2 separate regions of the Mus musculus genome follow, and region 1 is linked to region 2. The links are chromatin contacts, called in public promoter capture Hi-C maps. All regions are on one chromosome and are shown on one strand. Each heading gives the region's core, a stretch centred on a gene start, on an enhancer-like site or on the middle of the called end of the contact. The rest is flanking DNA. Distances are from core to core; before and after follow the strand shown. Region 1 has its middle 59 kb from the start of Gm40554. Region 2 holds the start of Eml5 (echinoderm microtubule associated protein like 5).

Region 1 (6,014 bases), core at 2,660-5,159, 180 kb after region 2:
ATCTTATAAAATTATTAGAATTGTTTCATTGTGTGGGGTTCAAGAGAACACTGAGGCAGATCTCTGGGGAACAAGTTTACTAGAAAACTTATTAACACCATGGACAGACAGACACAGAGTCAGACAGCATGGCCTGATCTCTGGAGAGAAGAATCGGCACACACAGGCAAAGGCAGGCTCTCCTTTTAATGCCCTCGCACACAAGCACACAGCCGGGCTTTCTAATAGGAGGCAGGGAAGGGAACAGGGAACAGGATGTGTGGTGCCAATGCCCCCACTGATGTTAGCCCACTTCCCAAGTGAGAGATCCTGGCCCAGGATGTTAGTCAGCTAGGGATTCATAGACAGCATCTCAGGAGGATATCCAGAAGGTACCTCTGTCTGTGAGTTGAAGCTGCTGGAGCTATTCTGTCCCAAGAAGAAGCCTGAATCTCAGGCTTTTGGCCCTTGAAGAACATGATCACTCCGTTCGAATATCTGTCCTTTCCCATCACACAGCAGTCCTTCTTACCACTCCATTCTTAAATGAGTGTCCTTAGAATTTTAGGAAGCTGACACTGTACGGTTTGCTTAGTCTATTTTCAAGGTGTAGTCTCCATTCTTGGAGGGCCACTCCTTGAGACTGAGACTTAGGTCTAGTGATTCTGCCTCAAAGCTCTCCCTGGGGAAATCTTTCCGTATGCTTAGAAGTGGATGTGCCTGAACTTCACTGAAGAACAGAGGATAACAGTAAAATAAAAGTGTTCACAGTCATTAGAGCCACCCAAACTTAGTGGCTTAAATCATTGGTAATAAATGATTCTGACCCTGAACCTTCAATGTGGGCAGAGCCCAGCTCCGTCCCCAACAGCATTAGCTGAAGTGGCTCAAAAGCTAGCCTCCCCGCAAGTATTCAGCAGTAACTTATGACCTTTTTTTTTTTTTAACCTAAGATAATTTTACACAGCCTAGGTGTGCAGCTATATAAGACAGGTGCATAAATCAAACATTTACTGACAATAAACCACAGAGAGGTTCATTTTAAAACAATGCTTTGAGAGATACGTATGTGCAGCTTTGCCACTTATTAAACAGTAAAGCAATTTTGCACCCTACTGAGATGAATATGCTTGGTTATTTTTATATAAAGAATGAAATCTTGATAGCGCAGGATATAGTTCTTCAAAGCTTCTCAGAGTTCAGTGAAATTTTGATTTTAAAATTATCAATGCTGCAACTGCTGCTTCACATGAATATGTAGTGCACACGACACAATGACGTGCAGGGCCATTTCAGAATAAAATTGGGATTTGGAAGTCCTGTGCTATCCAAAACCAAGATTCACTTAATGGTTTTTAATGGAATTCATCATCAATTAAAAAAATCAAGTTTTAAAATCAAGCACTGGACAGGCGGGCAGTGGTGGTGCACGCTTTTAATCCCGGCACCTGGGAGGCAGAGACAGGCGGATTTCTGAGTTCAAAGCCAACCTGGTCTACAGAGATAGTTCTAGGATAGCCAGAGCTACACAGACAAACCCTGTTCTAAAAAGAAATTTTTTAAAAAAATCAGTTATAATTTAAGAAGTTGGAGGCTGGGGCACTTACACATTTTTTTTCCCTGCCACCAATGACTACCTCAAAGCATGGCTGCAAATGTCCTGAGACAGCAGAGTAGATGGACAGGGAGTTTTTATGATCTGTCTCAAAAGTTATGCGCACTTAGTGATGTCCCAATCTACCAACTGAAACTGGCACAAATCTCACCCAGGTTTGGGAGGGGCAGACATAGAGGAAGGATCCTAAGTTTACTTAGGAATGTGCAAAGAGAGGATCTTAGTTACGTAAGTGTGAGATGGAATGCATTTGGGCCAGCTGCTTTTAGAAATACAATCTGCCACTCCACTATCCAAAGTATAGGCTGCACAGACACAAAGACACGGACAGACAGACAGACAGACACACACACACACACACACACACACACACACACATACACACACCACACACACACACCAAGACAAAACAAAACAAAAAGCTGGGTGGTGGTGGCATACTACTTTAATTCCAGTATCCAGGAGGCAGAGGCAGGTGAATCTCTAAATTCAAGTCCAGCCTGATCCACAGAGCAAGTTCCAGGATAGCCAGGACTACCCTGAGGAACCCTGTCTTTAAAAACAAAATAAAAAACCTGTTGTATTATCTGTCGTTGCCAGTTTTAAAAAGCTGTAAAGGGGCAAGCATCCCTTCTCCAAACAGAAGTACAATTCCGTAGAGAATGAGGATGCTGTGTCTAAGAGGGTACCAAAGGGTTCATGTGGGTCTCTGTGTATGATGTGGTGATATTTCTCCCAGATGCAGAGAACATCTTCCTCCCACACAGAATGATGAAGGACAAGCACAAGAAGAAGATCTTAGCATCTTTCTGTCTCATAAAGAAAGGAAGGGAGGGAGGGAGGGAGGGAGGGAGGGAGGGAGGGAGGGAGGGAGGGGGAGAGAGAGAGAGAGAGAGAGAGAGAGAGAGAGAGAGAGAGAGAGAGAGAGAGAGAGACCTGTTTCTACCATCCCAGGACTTTAATTGCAAAACTCTGTTGTTGGGGGCACACTTTGTTTTCTCCAGGCTCCGGGCCCCAGGCTCTGGCCCCCAGGCTCCCGTGCGCACACAGATGCTTTTCGTGTCCCCTCTTCATCAGCAGCGTGGTGGCTGAAGGAGCACCTGGACTTGAGAAGGCTGGGTGCTCTCTGAATGACTTTAGTTGAAATGCTTCACTGTGCTTCAGTTTCCTTCCGTGAACAATGATGCTAATCACAAGGCTTGCAACATTTTGTAAACAGCGAATGTGCTGGTTCCTGGAGCTCCTTTACACTTGACAAGTGCTTTAAAATTGTTACTTGCACCAGGTCCAGATTTATTTGTGAACACCCCCAGGATATACCTACCAGGGACAGATCCTTATGACTGGGCTGTCTCTTCTTTCGTTGTTACAGACAGATACCAATAATACTGCTCTGGGTGTGCTCCTATTCTGCAAACAGACCAGGAAGAGGCTGGAAACCGATTGAGTAAGGAGAAGTAGAAAAATCAAGGTTCTCTGATTGGATATGAATTCTCTTTCCAAATCCCCATCTTTCCTGGGCCTTTCTCAGGCTAAAGCTCCTCACTCTGTGAAGATGTCTCCGAATGGAGAAGCAAGGAGTACTCAAAGCTTCATCTTCTCCTAATGGAGAATGGCTTGGGTTTTTACCTTTGTTAACTGGGCGACCTTGAGCAGTCCTCCATCCCCCACTGCCGCTATAAGTTAAAGGTCCCTATAGCTCTTTTATCGCTGGAGTTTAACATATGTCTACCTGCGGGGAGGGGGGCGTTTCCATAGCAACAGAAGTGCGGGATGTTAAGTCTCCCTTTCTAGTATCCAGAACCCAGCCTACATAGGGACCTCCTAAACCTGGGGAATATTTATGCTGAGGCAGAGCCCCCTGGGGCGATTCCTGGAATCACCAAGCTTGGATCAGGGTGCTACACATTGGCTAGCGAAAGATCCCGAAGGTAGAAAGAGTGGTTCTTGCTGCAGACGCGGTCCATGTCTGTCTGTCTGGGCATGTCTCAGGGGCTGGGAGTTATATCTCATCTCCTGACTCCGGGAAAACGCATGATCTGGCATGATGAGAGACTCTCTGGGGACTTTTGCTTTTTGTTTTCCTCGTTTTTTGAGACCAGAGAGCTCAAACCATTGGGGTACATGTTGACGGCTAGACTGCAGCCTCTGATGATAACTGTCCCTTTGCATAAGTCCTCTGCACCTCGGGGTAGAAACAGCTCCACCAGGGGGCAGTGCAAAGAAAAATTCGATATGGGGACCAGAGGAGATGTCCTAAGCCAAGCATCCTAACTAGGCTCCTGGCTGAGCAGCGCGACAACCCCAGCGGGTGGAGTCGCAGCGCTTTGATGTCGCGCGGCCACACGGTGGCGCTGCCGCACCGCCCTCCAGCAGACGACACAGGGCTAGGCATGCCCCAGGCAGGGACAGGCCAGGGGTACAGAGCAGGCACCTCAACTCTCCCCTTGATGGCCAGTCTTGGGACGCAGTGTCCACCTTTATGCCTTGCGACACATTCGTGACCCTGCCCTTGAGCCTCATGGAGGTCGGGAAGCTGAGGCTGAAAGGATTAGGAATCCTGGGGCTTAGCTTCAATGGCTAAACCTCTGACAAGGCCTTTTTCCTAAAAGGAAAAGAAGAGAGCTGTAAGAGAAAAGAGCCGTTAGGATTTATTCCCAGGGGTTCCTAGAAACTGCCACAGCCTGCGAGGTCAAAGTTAAACCATTTTGTACGGAGCATGAGAGAGAGAGAGTCGATGCTTGCTCCAGCAGCAGTGAGCAGAGCTGACGGCCAATGCCGGCTATCTGCAGCCAGGTCTGTGGACATCCCACCACAGAACCTTACTCCCAGTTGTCAGTCACCTAAGAAGAAGGAAAAGAAACCCCCAAATTCCTTCTTTCCATCCTTAGAAGTAGGAAAGTAGAAACACCTTTAACTTGGTTCTGATCTTGAAGACCAACAAGGGAAGTCAATGACTTTGGGGGTGACTGCAGCAAGACAGAAGAAGGAACACAGAGCCCTGAATCAGTGCCCCGGGCAGGTTCTCTTACCTAAAGATGGTGGTCTCAGCGAAATGAATGGTCGTTAAGTCACTGTGCTTGGAGGCACAGGGCTGTGATGGTATGCCATTACTGTAAATGAATTCAAGAGACGGATTGCTTTATCTTAAAAGCTCACAGTTTTCAAGGTTTCAAGTCTATAGCTGGTTGGTTCTGTGGTAAGACAAAATCATGGTGGGAGTACACAAAGTAGGAGGCCTGTTAACCTCATCGTGTCTGGGAAACAGGGCAGAAAGTATATTCCCAATGCCTTCTTCAAGGGCATGCCCCTAATAGCTTCACCAGGTCCCTACCTCTCAGTAGTGCAATGGGTGGGAACCAAGCCTTTAACACATGGGCCTTTGGCTGACACCAACAGTCCAACAGAGAGCAAGGGAGGTGATCAGCTATTTGGTCTGGTACCGCACCATAACTGATTGCAGAATTAACTAACTACAGCATCTGATCGGGTAATAAGATCCTTGGTTACGTAGGTATGATAGGCAGTGTCGACTGTCAACTTGATAGGCTGTAGAATCGCCCAGGAGACAGGCCCCCAAGAACACCTGCAAGGGATTATCTTTGATTAGGTTAACCAAGGGGAAGGCTTGCCCTAATAGTGGGCAGTACCACTCCTTGGCTTAGGCCCTGGTTGCATATAAAGGAGAAAGCTAGCTGAGCAGGATCGCCCACACTCCTCTGCTTCCTGCCTGCTGAGGCACTGTGACCAGCTTGCTCAAGCCCAGACTGTACCCTGGAACTGAGAGCCAAGACAGGCCCTTTCTCCATGAAGTTACTTTTGCCAAGATATTTTATTACAGCAATAGAAGTAGGAGAGTGGCTAACGCAGTAGGAGAAAGGAGGTTTCAGGTAGAAAAAGAACCCAAGTGCTAAACACAAGACAAGTCATGATACTCTGAGGATGCTTTCTGCAAAGCATAGATGTGTGTGTGTGTGTGTGTGTGTGTGTGTGCATACATACATATACATATATACATAAACACATATATGTGTGCATATGTACATGTATGTATATATACATGTATGTATATATATGTGTGTGTGTGCATGTATACATAGACATGCGCATATATACATATATAAGCACACACAGGCCATCTGCACACCATTAGCACCACCCTCTTTATCAAGAAAAATAAGCTTAAATAGTTCTTAGCACACTGTCTGAGGAGGGCTTAGAATGCAATTTTCAAAGCTCAAAATCTGTCATAAGTTTACTTTCTCTGAGTTGGACACCATTCAGAGCTAACACAGACACACATTCACACTCACACACACACACATTCACACACACAACTCTTCTGTCTACGCTGCAATGTCCTTAGGTAACTATGCACACTCTCTTACCATGGTAAGGTAACTATCTTACCATGTATTTC
Region 2 (6,342 bases), core at 523-3,022:
AATGAACAAGAGAATGATAATAAGCCCCCACCAAGCCTTCCCTTCTCTGCAATCTTATATGCTGTTAACTTTTACTTTGTTCCATCCCAGCTGACCTTCCAATTGCCTGGGGTCCCCTTCCCCCTTATATATGTACAGAGAGCTAAAATAACAATCTCGTAGAGTTTCAGCACCAGAGTGTCTTGCTTACGCTGCATCAAACCACTATACTGATTTTTGATGTGCCTAATTCGAAACATCCACGAAGAAACAAATATGCCTGCTCACAGAACCCGGGTCAAGAACACAGAAGCAACAACATAACACACTTGCAAATTTTTCTGTAATACATTCGCTTTGTTGGAAGACAGAAATGTGCTTGAGGCAATAATCAATTCAAACGCTCCCAACTTTAACATTAGAGTTCGACTGAAATGTGGAAAATTACCCTTTATATGTACAGCTTACCAAACATCTCGGCCAACGTTAAGATTCAGATCAATAGAGAGCAAGATACTGTCACCCTGTGATTGAAATTACTAATAAGAAAGTAAACTTAAGGTTACTCTGATGAAGATAAACAGAATCGGAAATCGGTGTGGTAAAGGTTATTTCTCATAAAAGACATACCCTCCAAGTGCCTTCCAGCGTGCGAATTTTAACCTCTAGTGAATTGCCTTCCGAGTAACACATGAGTTTCTTTGCTATCTGCTGATAATTGCAGATAGTGAAATCTGAACTAATAACTACGGCCAAGAGTTGAGTACCGCAGAGCTTGGGTTAGTCTTCTGTCAAGTGTTTCCTTTCCCTAGCGAAATAAGATTTCCTTTTTAACAAGAAACCAATCACGGAGTCTAAACTCCTGATGTTGATGGAACGGAAAAGGTCACAAATCCAGTCAAGCGAAGGCCTGCGGAGCATCCGTAGGCTCGCTCCCCTAGAAAAGGGCGCTGCGGAAAGCGGAGTGGTAAGTGGGTGGGCTCCGAACCAGATAGATGCACATCGCTGTCCTGGGTGATGCCCCTTTGCGTGAACGGCCACGACTTCCAGAAGGACAGGCAGCTGCAAACTCCGAGGGCGCTCGGCAGGGGTGACAGCGGTCCCCCTCCCACCCCACCCCTCCGCCTCCCCGAGCCCGTACCTGATGATGTCGTCGCTGTGGCCGCGGAAGAACTTCTGCCGATGCTCCCGCGGACTATACACCACGCCGACCCCCGCCACGAAGTACACGATCTCCTTGGCCGCCGTGTAGTAGAGGTTGTTGCGGCACTGGTGGCCCCGGTAGCCGTACACCCACTCGAGCCGCAGGTGGCAGCTCGGGGCGCTCCGAGCCGCCATGTCGGTGCGCCCACCCGTCGCTGCGGCTCGGGCCCGCGGTCGCCGCCGGGGCTGGGTGACGAAAGCTCTCCCGCTGGCGGCCCGGACGCTCCTCTAAGCCGAGCCCGGCAGGTGCATCTCGCTTGCGTGGCCGCCGCAGCCGCCGCCGCCGCTTCAGCCCACGGGCGGGAGGAAAAGCCTCGCCTCACCGAACATGCTGAGGGCCGCGAGCGCCGCCGGCTGTCCGGGAGCCTCGCGCGTCTGGGAGCTCGCCGTGTCCCCTCAGCCCAGTGCCTTAGGCTGGAAGACAACCAAGCGAAGAGGGGGGACGGGGACGCGCCTCCAGCCCGCTTCTTCTCCGCCCGCCCCGCGCACCGGACTCCCCGCCCGGGTCACCTGCGGCGCTCCGGTCTAGCCGCTACCTCGCCTCCACAGCCCCGGCGGAGCCGCGCCGCGCGCTCCCGAGCCCAGCTGAGTGGCGGGAGGGCGGAGCCGCGCGGCCCCGCCCCTCCCCTGCGCTAGCCCCACCTCTCAGGTGGCCCCGCCCCTCCCGGAGTAGAGCGGAATCAGAGAGCTCCCTGCTCACCACCACCAGGCTGTGGTTAACGCCCCCCGCCCCCCCGCCCCCCCCCCCCACGCAGTCCTCCCTACCAAGATCTAAGCACCCGTTCCCACCCTCGCGAGACCTGGATTACCCCACCCAGATTTGGATTCCTGTTGCTGGGTTTGCTTGCTCAGGAATCTCTGGGGAATCCCGCTTGCCCTTAGACCTCAGCTATTTCATATGCCAATGAATAACACCAGAATAGAATGTTCACTTTATTCTTTAATCGCCTCCTCCATACCTTACATATACGTGTGTGTTTGCTTATCATGGTGCTCTCTGGTCCAGAAATTTGGCAAGAAGAAAACCTAACCTCGCAAATGTGCTTTTGACACATTAGATACACTGTCCTAATAAATAGTCCTGGATTTGTTACTACTGTTGTTCAACAGGCCTCAAACTCATAATCCTCCTGTTTTTGTCTCCTGAATGCTGAGATTACAAATGTGCATCACTGTCCCCACCAAAACTCCGAACCCACCCCCCCCCCCCACGCACCCCACCACCACCCACCCCCACCCCGCTGGCAGATCTTTCAGCTGCTGTTTTGGATAGCAGCAATTATCTCTTGATTAAAATGAAGAAGGGCATGTTTTAAAGTAATTGTGAAATCAGATGGCCTAAATAATTGTGATCAGGTAGACTACTCCTGGAAGAGATGTTGACTATGTAACATCTATGTATGCTTAGAAAAAATTAAATATTTGTTGCCGTACATCGTGAAATATTAATCACTAGCTACATATAATTTTTATGAGGTAGGGTGTAGAAGAATAAGAATTTCTCTCTGTACAGTTTTTTTTTCAACACAATGTTTTACAGATCCCATGGTACATATTTAAGAACTTCAGATTAATACTAGATTTAAATAATTTATTTTCCCATTATCATATTTTCCATTGCAATTTTTAATGACCCAAGGGTAGAGTTTGAAGCAAAAACATTCTTAATTAAGCCATCCTCAGATGACAACTTAAGACCAAAAGAGATGACGGAGGCACAGCGGTGGCTGGAAAGTGAACCATTCATGAATACTAAAGAGAGGAAAGCAAATCTCACCAGTTCTCTATGCGATCTGTTAGCAGGGTCATGGCAGAGAAGTCAGTCAAGCCTTTACCCTGGACAAGGTGTTACCGCTTTCTGAAAGTCATGCAACCAGACCCCAGATATGGATCAACAAGTAAACATCTGGTGAACCATTTACGTAAAAGAACAATAATCCTTTGGTAATCTGATGCCTCCTAGTCCAGTCTGAAGCTACATAGTTCAGACATGTGGGGTGTATTCTAAAATTCAAGCAAATGGAGTTATTTGTGGTTTTCTGTTCATGTGTTGGCACCGAGATATGTATCCTCCAGCCTATAAAAGAAATGTAAGGTCAGCCATGGGCTGATGGCTAAGAAGGTGAGTGCTTGCTGCCCAAGTATAAGAACTGAGCTTCGCATCTCCAGGTCTCACATAAAAAGCTGACTGCTAAGGAGGCAGAGACAGGTGTATCATGGCGGTTCACTAACCGTAAAGCCCAGCTAAAACGACTGAGGCCCAGGTTCAGCGGAAGACTGGGCTAGCAAAATGGTTCAGTAGGTAAAAGAGCTTGTCCCCATATCTGACAACTGTAGTTTGACCCCTGAGAACCATGTATATTACAAAGAAGCAACCCATGCACATTGTCCTCTGATTCTCACTTACACATGTGCCCCTGGTAGTCACCAATAAATAGATAGATAGATAGATAAATGTGATTTTAAAATTTTAGTAAGATGCATAGAGGAAGACAACACTGAGCTCTAGCCTCTCTACCCATACATGCAAAGGCATGTCCGCATGCATGTGTACATACATAAACAGATATACACATATGAAGTAAAGCAAGTGAAACATACATTGCTGAAATTTGTGATATTATAGCTATTGACTTCATGCGTTATAAATTATAATAGTTTTAATTTCTACAACCAGGCCTTTGGTCACTCTTTTTTGTGTACAGAACTTAACACAGATGTTCCTTATTTTTATCTCAATCATTAAATGTAAAACAAAATATTATGTACTTAAAATAGGAAACCTCTTGTTTTTATCTGAAAACAATCATTTTCTGATACCTGTACTATATTATTGTATTAGTAAGAATTTATTTGGTTATATGTAATTGAAAGTCATTCCCACTGCCTTAGATTAAAGAGAATTATAATGTATCAAAAGGCCGAAAAGTACATCAATGGACTTGAAAGCTAAGATGCCAATAATTAGAATCAGAACCCGGCCATTAGACTTAACCCAGATTTACCTGGTGTTGGTTCAGTTGCCAGACAAGCAAAATAATTGCCAACAGCTCCATCTATAGACCAATCCCCCTTAGCTTGGAATCCCTGTGGAAATAGCTTTTTTCTTTTGGCTGTCCCCTGGAAACTAGTAGACATCATCTTCATGGTCTCTAATTAGCTGACGTGAGTTGTGGATCCCCCTTAGAAGCCACAGAGTAGTAGTGCTAGGTGGGTCAAAGCCACAGGAAGAGAGAATGGGAAAGACCCAGCCTTCCAGTTTAAGAAGGGATGGATGCCACTAGCGATCCTCGGGGTTGGCTTGGATGCTCTATCATCCCCTGTCTTCATCTACCAAACCAAAGACGCCTGCAATTTAATTAAAAACAGGTGTAAATAAATGCAGCTCTGGGACAAGGCTCCTTCTAAACCAGACTGGCACCCAAAACTCCTCCTGTGAAGGAGAGCCAGATGTCAGACTGGCAAAAACAACAGATGTCCCCTGCCTGAGAACAACGATCCCACAAGCCTACTAGACTCCACCCAAAGCTTTTATAAATTGGCATATAATCCAAATAAAGTAAGTCCCATACCAAATTATCTTTTCCTGCACACCAACACACCTTAAACATCACCTTTTTTTAAATAGTAAATTAAAAAAAAAAAGAACAACTACTATTACCTTAGTTATGCAGATTGGCAAGATGAGTTTCCTTTTGATCTTCAACGCTTCCCGCCTCCCAAACATGGCTACCAAGTCCTCACTGACTCCCACTCCTGTCTCTACATCAACACTCACTCTCCCAGCCGCCCACTGCCACAGTTCAGTTCAACTTCCAATTCCCTCTTCTTTAGAGTCTGAATTCGCTAGTGCTTGAATTACCTGTAGAAAGGAAATTCTGTGTCTGGAACCTTATGATGGCCTTCTTTAGCTCATCAATTCCCCACGGAGAATTCATCCAATATAATAGCCAAGACTGGAGAAGCCTGGTATGGTGGTAACACTGTTAGCCTAGCACTTAGGTGGCAGAAGCAGGCAGATCTCTGTGACTTTGAGGCTAGCCTGGTTTGCAAAGAGAGAGTCCAGGACAGCCAGGACTGTTACACAGAGAATCCCTGTCTTGACAAGCAAATAAAAATAAAAATAAATATTTATTACAGTACTCGTTTAGCACTTACTAAGCTCAGCATTACAAAAAAAAAAGGAATAAAAGTATTTACTATAACACATATTAGGAAAATAACAATGTAGAACCCATAATGCCTAACCAGAAGAAGAATTTTAAGCAAACTCATCCAGCCAATATGGCAAAAATATTATAAAAATCACTGGAAAAAAATCTGATACATTCTGGCAGTAGTGACAATGTTCTATAATAGAATGCATTAAAATTTTTAAGCAGAAATATATGTGTGTGTATATATACACACACATATATACATACATATTATATATATATATATATATATATATATATATATATATATATATATATATATATATATATATATAAAATGAGCCCAGTTATATAATATAATGACAACTGGAACAAAAGATACCAATGTGTTAAGATGTGTGATATGGGTAATTTTAAAACCTATTCTGGGTACGTTTTATGAGAGCCTTTAAAAATACATGTAACAAGAGAACCTTATTTTTCAGAAGTTTTCCTGAGAAAAGAATTCTGTTTGTTTGGGGAAAGACCTGAATGAGTGCTTGGCCCAGAAAAGGAGATGCTAAAGGAGCCGGATGTGGGCAGAAAGATTCTGTGTGAGGGATCAGGATGAATTGGTGCCTCCAGGAGGATGAGGGCGGATAAAGGCAGAGAGATGACAAATTCGCTACTCACTCAAGAACTGTTGGGTAGATCTCTTTTCTTTTCTTTTAATGCAAGAAAGGCAACTTCTCCTCTGAGCTGCTGTGTGGGAAGCAACGTCACAGGAAAAGATCCTTAACTTGTCAGAAAGGGACCACAGGAAACCAGGGACTCTAATAAGAAAATAAACTTGGAGTTCAAGCCAAATTAAACTTGTTAGTTCATAGGGAATCGCCACGCAACATCTTATTTTATTATTTTTTTAAAAAATGTTAGCGTTCTAGGTCTTTTTGCACGTTGAGAGCTGAATTCAGAGGGACCAGACTCCAGCAACTCGAGCTCCGCTCCTTTGTGGTCTCTCCAC

The links. Promoter capture Hi-C pulls out the DNA fragments that hold promoters and counts their contacts.
Region 1: a promoter capture Hi-C map of 3T3-L1-derived adipocytes shows a contact between it and region 2, with 3 times the contacts expected there. The contact joins the enhancer-like site here to the promoter of Eml5 in region 2. A contact is called at or near these places in 8 of 39 promoter capture datasets (the 3T3-L1 cell line, 3T3-L1-derived adipocytes, the HPC-7 cell line and 4 more), 4 of 484 Hi-C or Micro-C datasets (the C2C12 cell line, embryonic stem cells, nephron progenitors and 1 more) and 2 of 115 datasets of contacts at active chromatin or transcription factors (embryonic midbrain and forebrain).

Annotation. Positions count from the first base shown.
Region 1 is chr12:99,080,457-99,086,470 of GRCm38.p6, forward strand. No RefSeq gene overlaps it. Among named protein-coding and RNA genes, the nearest start is that of Gm40554, 59 kb to the left of the region's middle. Within about 2 kb of position 3,910, at least 41 of the 459 cell types and tissues checked have an H3K27ac peak or open chromatin away from gene starts, as enhancers often do. A contact at or near this core is called in 3T3-L1-derived adipocytes, hippocampal neurons, neural progenitor cells and 1 more, where this site is marked.
Region 2 is chr12:98,899,712-98,906,053 of GRCm38.p6, forward strand. It overlaps Eml5 (echinoderm microtubule associated protein like 5), which reads right to left and starts at 1,773. Exons shown (of 44, transcript NM_001081191.1): 1 at 1,121-1,773. The coding sequence starts at 1,317.